2 separate regions of the Zea mays genome follow, and region 1 is linked to region 2. Evidence: chromatin contacts called from public Hi-C data. All regions are on one chromosome and are shown on one strand. Each heading gives the region's core, a stretch centred on a gene start, on an enhancer-like site or on the middle of the called end of the contact. The rest is flanking DNA. Distances are from core to core; before and after follow the strand shown. Region 1 holds the start of LOC100273648. Region 2 holds the start of LOC103636540.

Region 1 (4,001 bases), core at 687-3,186, 150 kb before region 2:
ATGGAACCACGGCGAAATCATAGGCACCTTACACACTGACGATGCACGCGCGGTCGTCCACCACCACCTTTTCTCTATAACTATTAAGAAGCTAACGTGGACCGCCCTCGTCTCCCCTTATCGCTGTCGCATGCAAGCTACATAAGCGCGCACAAGCTCTGCATGACCAATGCATGCAAGCCGCACAAGCTCTGTATGGCTGCTGCATGCAAGCCGCCGCACAAGTTGCTGCATACATGCATGCATGCAAGCCGCAGAACCTGCTGCATACCAGCATCGTGTCTCCCTCCACTCATGAAGCGTTGTGGAAATTGAGGGGACTGACCTGGTGGCTGGCTGCTGTCCGCCTGTTCCTCTGCTGCAAGCCTGCAGTGCTGCTCAGTTGTTGTCGGCTTGATTGGTTACCCTACTCGGGCAGGGCTACCCGGCTAGCCCTATGGACTCGAGGCACAGTTCGCAATCTTACTCTTACCTGCTAGGAGCAGCCGCTGGTAGCATCGTACAATCTACAATTTCCAGTTCGAGAATAAAATCAGCTAGACAAAAACCACAAATCCAACAAAATCTAATATGTACTCGCACAAAAACAATTAGCCATATATACTTTTTAATTTAGGTCATCAACCACTATGCACTAAGAAACACTATGCAAGCACTGACGGGGCTGGGCGGGAGGAACCTAGCGAGGCGCCACCCATCGTGTTTCCTTTGAGGCTCTGCGATCGTCGTTGTCTTGCTGCATGCACTGAGGTTGAACATACTGCTGCTCCTCTGCATGTGCGCGTTCCTCGCCCCGACGCGCGCGGTCGCAGAACACGACCATGGCCACGGCCGCGCCGGCGTCCGTCGAGGGGTTCAACTGCACCGCCAACCGCATGTACCCATGCCAAGTGTACGCACTCTACCGCGCCGGCTTCGCGGGTGTGCCGCTCGATCTCGTGCCATCGGTGACCTCTTCGTCGTCAGTCGCTTCATGGTCGCGCACGCCAACAACCTCTCCACGACGACCGCGCCGGCCAACGGGCAGCCGCTGCTCGTGCCGCTCCAGTGCGGCTGCCCCTCTCGGTCCCCCAGCTCGTACGCGCCGATGCAGTACCAGATCGGCCCAGGGGACACATACTGGATTGTCTCCACCACCAAGCTACAGAACCTCACGCAGTACAAGGCCGTGGAGCGCATGAACCCCACGCTGGTGCCCACCGACCTCGACGTTGGCACCATGGTCACGTTCCCCGTCTTCTGCCAGTGCCCGGCCGCCGCCGACAACGCCACGACGCTCGTCACCTACGTCATGTAGACCGGGGACACATACGTGTCCGTTGCCGCCGCCTTCTCCGTCGTCTATCCACAGTGAAAGACACAATGCGGCGGCCGCCTGTGCATGCACTGAGGATGAGCGCGCTGCTGCTGCTCCTCTGCCTGTGCGCGTTCCCCGTCCCGGCGCGGTCGTAGAACACGACCACGGCCACGGCCAAATTTATTCAACTAGATGGAGCCGAAGGCTGAAGGTGCGACTGGTGATAAACGATATATGATTTGTGTATGAATATGTGCTTCAGCTTGTGCAACATAAGATAAGTTAAAAATTTAACTATCTACGTGTAGTTATTTAACTCTCGTGGCAACGCACAGGTAGATATCTAGTATTATATAACCCTAAACATCATGATTCGTCGTCAGCGCCAAGGACGACCAGCAGATTACCAGACCCTCGTCGTTAAGGCGAATCTCGCTGTCGGATTGGACCACTGCCCGCCTGGGCCTGGGCGGCTTGGACCCTTCTCTGTCGAGTACCGCAGGCTGCTTTTACGGGCGCACATGGATGCATCAGCTCCTCCGATCCACGGGCCATGCATGGCTCCACCGCCGCGCGTCCTTCCTTTTCACCCCCCGCTCCGGGTAGCAAAGCGCAAGACGACCGACCGGCGCACAATTGGCGACTAGCCGATTGACATCCATCCATCTCTAGCCGGGCGGTCACTCAGAGTCTCAGACACGCACAACCAGTACAAGTCTACCTGAAGTGACCCCGTCGACCTGAAGTCCACTACTAGACTCAGTGTACGCAGCAGGCAGCAGCAGCTAGTGCCACCGCTTGCCTAGTTGCCTGCCTACCCTGCATGCATGCACGCTCTTCTCTTTCTGTAGCCTGTATGTATGCACTGTATGTATGGTCGCAGTCTCGCCGATCTATCAAACTTGGCCAGCGATCAGGTGTAGTCCGGTCTGTCTGCGGGAGCCGCGCTGAGATCTGACGTGGCTACAGTGGCGTCCCAGCCTGAGAATAGAGGGGCCTTTAACAAGACACCGAGGGCGCGCAGCCAGCGGGAGTACACGCCCCTCCCCTTCCTCGTGCTTCCTAAACTTGTTGGCTGCCTGCAGCTTGCTTGCTTGCTTGCTGCGGCTTCAATCAGGGTCTTGAAATAGGGGTGCTGCTCAGGCCCATCCCATGGAGTGGTCCATGTCCAGGGGGAGGCGGAGATGGAGGCGGTGTGGCAGATCCATGCTAAAGCTGGCGGGGCTGTGCCTCGCCGTCGCCGTCTGCCTCTGCCTCTGCCTCTACCTCTGCGGCGTTCGGCCTTGGGCCTGCAGTGGCTGTACTGTGCTGCTCCGTTCAGGTAAACGAACGAAAGATGTCCTCACTACTATGCAGATGCTTGCTTGCCGCGTTTCGGCAACTCTTTCGTGTGCTTCTCTCTCTGGTGACCTGCTCTGCATAGTCATTGGTGTGAGTGACGCCTTTCTCGTCCACGGTTCATGTTTGCCAAGGTTCATTCACGTACTAGTTGCTTCGTCATGCTGTGTTCTTTGTTCTTTATACATGCGCGCAGCTGCCTGCACTCGTCTTCGTCTAGCACCGGATTGGTCTTCGCTTCACTGCATTTACTAGTTGTAACTTCATTGTCCTCTTTTTTTTTCTTTCTTGCTTGATTTGCTCTTCAGAGTCCTGGAGACGAGGACGGGCGGCAGCACCTTGCGGCAATCAGGTGCGAATCCATCTCCCCGATCTCAGCTACTACTACCTATATTCTCCACTGCGCGACGATGGCGATGGGACAGCGCAGAGATCAAACCGACTTGTGATTAGCTGGTTGTCCTGTTCATAATACTAATCTTCTGCTCCGGGATCCACCGCATTCATGACGATGCGCCATCAAATCTAATTAAACCCACGTAACAGAGAGCGACAGAGGAAACGCCAAACGCACCCGGCTCCGCCATGGCTGCTGCTGCACGCACGCACGCACTGCAGCCAGCTCCCGGCCAGTAGCGCTCGATCATGCATTCACAGGCACAGGCACGGCCATGCCAGCTGCTCGCAGCCCCGTCCGTCCGACAGCCCTTCGCCGCCGGGTCCCATGGCCTTTTGACCATACGTCACTGCTGTGTCCATCGGTCGATGCATTGGCAATGCAACACCACCGTACGTACCCACGATAGCGACCTTACCGCCGGCCGAATGGTACGTACGTTCCACGAGTGCGCGACGCGACGCGACGTACCCTCAGCCCCCAGCATTCAGAACTCATGATATGGTTCGTTATTCTTCTTGCTACTCGCGCTGCAGGGGTGCTACACGGGTGGGCAATGGCGGCGGCTGCTGGCGGATGGTCCGGGGTCATACCCGCCACGGTGCACGTCCAAGTGCGGCGACTGCAGCCCCTGCTACCCGGTGCACGTGGCCGTGCCGCCGGGCGTGCCCGTCACTACCGAGTACTACCCGGAGGCGTGGAGGTGCAAGTGCGGCAACCGCCTCTACATGCCATGAGCGCAGTCCGAGCAAGCAGGCAGGCAGCCAGCCAGCCAGCCAGCGAAGGATCGAGAGCGCCGGCCGAGGCGCGCTGGGCCTACGCTCCATTATTGCACCGGGCGGGGTGGCTCTCGCGGTCTCGCCTGCGCTGCGCTGCGCGCGCGCGCGCGGTGTCGTGGTCCTCTCGCCGCGCGCATGGGCGGGATCTGCGCTCTGCAGCGGCGCGTGCTGGCCGTGGCCAGTGGCGGCC
Region 2 (4,262 bases), core at 279-2,778:
ACTAGCTTTCTAAAATTCTGTTGTTTGATTGTGTATAGAATTGAGGTTTAGAATTAGAGACTATAACTAGAAACTCACTTTTCCAATAAAGAGCACCACCATGATTGATTTGGTATTGAACCCGGTTTAATTCCTTGTTCTTCAATATCAACATCCAAACGGAGGCTCCCCTCCGTCCTAAAATATAAAAAGATCTAAATTTATCCTACGCCAAACTATATCAAACTTTATCGAAAGATTCTATTATAAAATATTAGCATCTACCGCATCAAAAGATAAAAGATAAATTTTTATCATATATCTAATTAAATGATTCTTTTATAAATTTGATCAAAATTACTATAGTCTGACTTAGGACAAAAGTAGATTATTTATATTCCAGGATAGAGAAAGTAGGACACTGACGTGGGAATCGGACGAACCCATCGAACCTCTCTCCAAATTATGCGACTGCATGTGCTATTGCGCACACCGAAATGGCCTGTGAGTGACTCTGAGAAGAACACAATCCCCGACGTGTGGCCCATGTTATGTCGATTTAGAACTGATTACAACGACGCAAGTTTTTTTTAAAAAAAAGTTAATTTACCCATTGAGCTGTCTCCATGTTAGTTTTCGTTTCGAGTAGGAACAAACAAGGCAGACAGAGAAAAGTGGACAACCGAGAAATGTGTTTGAAATTTTGGATGAACTGAACAAAATCTTCCTGTACAGGTTGGTGCTGCTATAAGCAGTTATTTTTGTCACAGTTTTCCCCCTCATCTCCCGAGCTAAGACCGCTCATCCCTGGACACAACGCAACACAGTGTCGAGGGGGGATCGTGAGGCGAGAGCCTGCCGGAGACTCGGTCCTCGACCGATCGTCGTGGTGTTCGCATCGGCAGATCAGAAGGAAAACCAAAAGAATATAAGACCGAGAGCTCTTGGAGCCGCCGTCGATCTAGTCGGAGGCCTCCTCGACGATGCTCTCGAGCCGCGGCCTCCACACGCCGACGCGGGCGCCGCTGCGCCGCCTCCGGTGACCGCCGCCCGACGCGGCCTTTTCGGAGAGCAGCTCCCTCAGGTAGTTGTCCTGCTCCGCCGTGCCACCGGCGCTCTGCTTCTTGGCGTGGTGGCGGAGGCGGCTCTGGCTCTGGCTCTGGCTCTGGCTCGGCCGCTTGCTGCTCTGCTTCTTGCTCCTCCGGTCGGCGGGCAGGGTCGCGGACGGGATGAGGAAGTAGATGCGGCCGCGCTTGAGGTCGGAGTCGGGCGACACGATGGCGAGCTTCCGGGAGCCGCACCCTGGCGCGCCGGAGGGGGACCACGCCGTGGTGAGCGTGTGGGCGGGGTTCGCGGCGAGCACGGTTGCCGCGGCCACCGGGCAGCTGAACTCGTCGACGCGCCCGCTGAGGTGCACGACGCGGACCACGTCCAGGGCGCCGCAGGGGACCATGCAGGCCAGGCAGCACCGCAAGCTGTTGCCCATGACGCTGTCGTCTTCGTCGTCGGTGGTGGACGTGGGGGCTTCTTGATTGGTTTGCTGCTCCTGCTAGGCGCTAGCTGATTGATTGCAACTGGTGGGGATGAGTCCTGATGGGTGGGAGTGCCGGAGGCCAGCTGCTCGCATGGTATATATAGCGCGCCAAGTGGGAGTGGACCCTGGGGGAGGGGGGTTGTGATTGTGCCGTGCTGGCATCTTTTAAAGTCATAGCTATCTCGCTGGCTTGGGGATTGGATAATGGTAAGGGTCCACTCAAATTCATGTGGATTGGAGGGAATTTGTAGGTTTAAATTCATAGCAAGTTAATATATGTTTTTTTCAATTCTATTGAATTCATGTGGCGTAGAAATAAACGAATAAAGTCTAAATGATTCGGCAAGAACTAAAGAGCAATGGTTGCCAAGGTACCCACAGTCTTGTACATAGTAAAATAAAAAATAAAAAATAGGATAAAAGAGCTGCTAAAGACAGCCTAATAATCCTACTTCCCACACGAATTTCGTGTAACGATCGATATCCGTGTAGTAGTTCTAGCATTATTATCGATGGAGCATATAACGTTCGCGCCGCAGGACAAAGGTGTCCTGCACCGTGCACCGTATTCCCTGGGCCCTGCATGGTCGATTATTTTTAGTGCTCTGCATGACTGGATACGTGTTTGTTTGGTTCTCCATAGATTCCTTTGGACGTATTCTCGATTGGCAAGGCCTTATAGATTATTACGAATCCAATAATTCGAACTCGTTAGGATATTAGCATGCATGGTTTGTGCCCCTCTCTGATCTCACCCCGGAAGGTACCACGAAGGAGCCCATTCACAGTGATTAGGAATAAACAGTGGTTCACCTGTTATGGTTCTCAAGGAGAACATTCCTGATGGTAGTACAGTGGAATAATACTAGCGTGCATTTTGAGTGTAGTCTGTAGAAGAAGGGTGCGTATATACTGGTACTGGTAGATACACTGGAGTACTGGACTCAAATATATATGTAAATTGACACGATGTTCTTGTGATAAGCATGGTGATTTTGCCTCGAATTATTAACCCAAAGATACACTAGTACTACGTTCCAGGTACGACGAGTGGAGAGGGAATTTTCGACGGAAAAGAAGTCACTCACCCCATCCCCAAGCTGATGCCGATCTACGCGGCGCCAAGACCAAGAGTGGAGACACGACATAAACGTTGGGTACGTGGCTGTGGAAGGTGCTGATGGGTGGTGGTAGCCGCGCACGACGAACTGGCTGGCACGCCGACGCTGCCAAACCGCCGCCCAAATCCGCATTAGCCCGGGAGCCGAGGGCGCTGCTGCGCCAGCCCGGGCGCGACAAAAGCAAGCTAAGCCTCGCCTGGCTCGACACGCTTGCCGGCCGCCAGGGCTCGTCGCCACCGTACGGGCGGGCGGGGCGGGGACGCGTACGTTGTCGGCCGTGCGATCTCGCTGCGGGAGCCGGAGATTTTGGCGGGGGAGCATCCGGCCGGATCTCCGGGGAGGTAGCTGCCTCAAGGTTAGTTTCGTCGGCGGTTTGGGACGCAGCCGCGCTGGACTGCGGCCCGGCATAGCATAATCGTGCTGCGGTCGAAACATCTAGCGCTGCCGGCCGGTGCGTGCGTGCATGGGCAGATGAGGGGAAGCCTCCGCGGCTTCATTTTGTTCCAAGATAATAAGCTGAGACACGGTTACCGTACCAGGCTGGGTTCGATGTTAAGGTACGTACCTGACCAAATCATTGGTACGCCCAATTATAGCTGAATTGATGATCTTCAGTGGATTGGTTTAATTATGAGTTGCTGAAAAGATGTTTATACCAAGGCCCTATTTATATTATAATATATAAAATTTAAAATCAATCTATAATGTTCATTCTTGTCTTATTAGGCGATCTCTATCCCCGACGTCGTCGTGTTGACGCTGCAAGCAGTATCTCTAAAACATCGTTGTATTGAAGAACTTGCATGGGTTAGGGCAAATCATGGCTTTAGGCAACGATCACGCGGCTGTCCGTCGAGTTAATCTGCGTTGCAACGTTGTATACGATCTTCATCAGGCCTTTGGCCTCAATCTCATCACCGACTACGTTTTAGAGCGATTCGCACCGAAAAACACGACGAGTTTCCATCTCGTATCTGATATAGATTTAATCTTCTATAGACATGATGCTTTTCACCATGTGTGGCTTATCCCTACTTTCATTCAGTAGTTGCTTAGCAGTTGCTTTACATGACCATCTTAGTCTCGCTCTTTTACAGTAAAAATATATATAGCTCATAAATATCTCTGACATCTTGTTAATAACATTATATAAATATATTTTACATAAAACCGAATTAGCTTAATTAATATATGCCTAAATTATTGTTATTAGAATGGATTCAATTCTAATGATCCAAACCGAGCGTAAGTGTATTCCTATGTCTATCATAAAGAGTTAAAATAACCAAGGTTTTAAACCTATTAACCAGCCTATCAACTAAGCCAGGAAGATAAAGTATACAACCGAGATATATAGTGTAAATATGGAAGCTAAAGGACGACAGAGATACAAAATCATGTTGATCAATGTATCAAAAAGCGCGTTCGATCTATAATCATATATGTACCGTTCTATAATTTTTTTTTGAGGAGTGCTCACAATCCAGATCGATGGATCGTCTTGACTATAAATCCTAGGTTTCGATAGAGGCTGCTGATCTGCTATCAACGTGCAGCGCAGTTGGCGGCCGGGGAATCCAGATAAGCAATCGCCGCGTGCAAACCTTAAACGCGGCGCGAGGCCATGA

What was found. Hi-C and Micro-C count contacts between places; a contact is called where the count stands out from the background.
Region 1: a contact with region 2 is called in a Hi-C map of tassel, with 2.2 times the contacts expected there. The contact joins the promoter of LOC100273648 here to the promoter of LOC103636540 in region 2. A contact is called at or near these places in 2 of 25 Hi-C or Micro-C datasets (leaf and tassel).

The regions. Positions count from the first base shown.
Region 1 is chr8:176,699,070-176,703,070 of Zm-B73-REFERENCE-NAM-5.0, reverse strand. It overlaps LOC100273648, which reads left to right and starts at 1,936. Exons shown (of 3, transcript NM_001148062.2): 1 at 1,936-2,618; 2 at 2,944-2,987; 3 at 3,569-4,001. The coding sequence starts at 2,482.
Region 2 is chr8:176,547,648-176,551,909 of Zm-B73-REFERENCE-NAM-5.0, reverse strand. LOC103636540 reads right to left here and starts at 1,528. Exons shown (of 1, transcript NM_001150410.2): 1 at 651-1,528. The coding sequence starts at 1,465. The coding sequence ends at 941.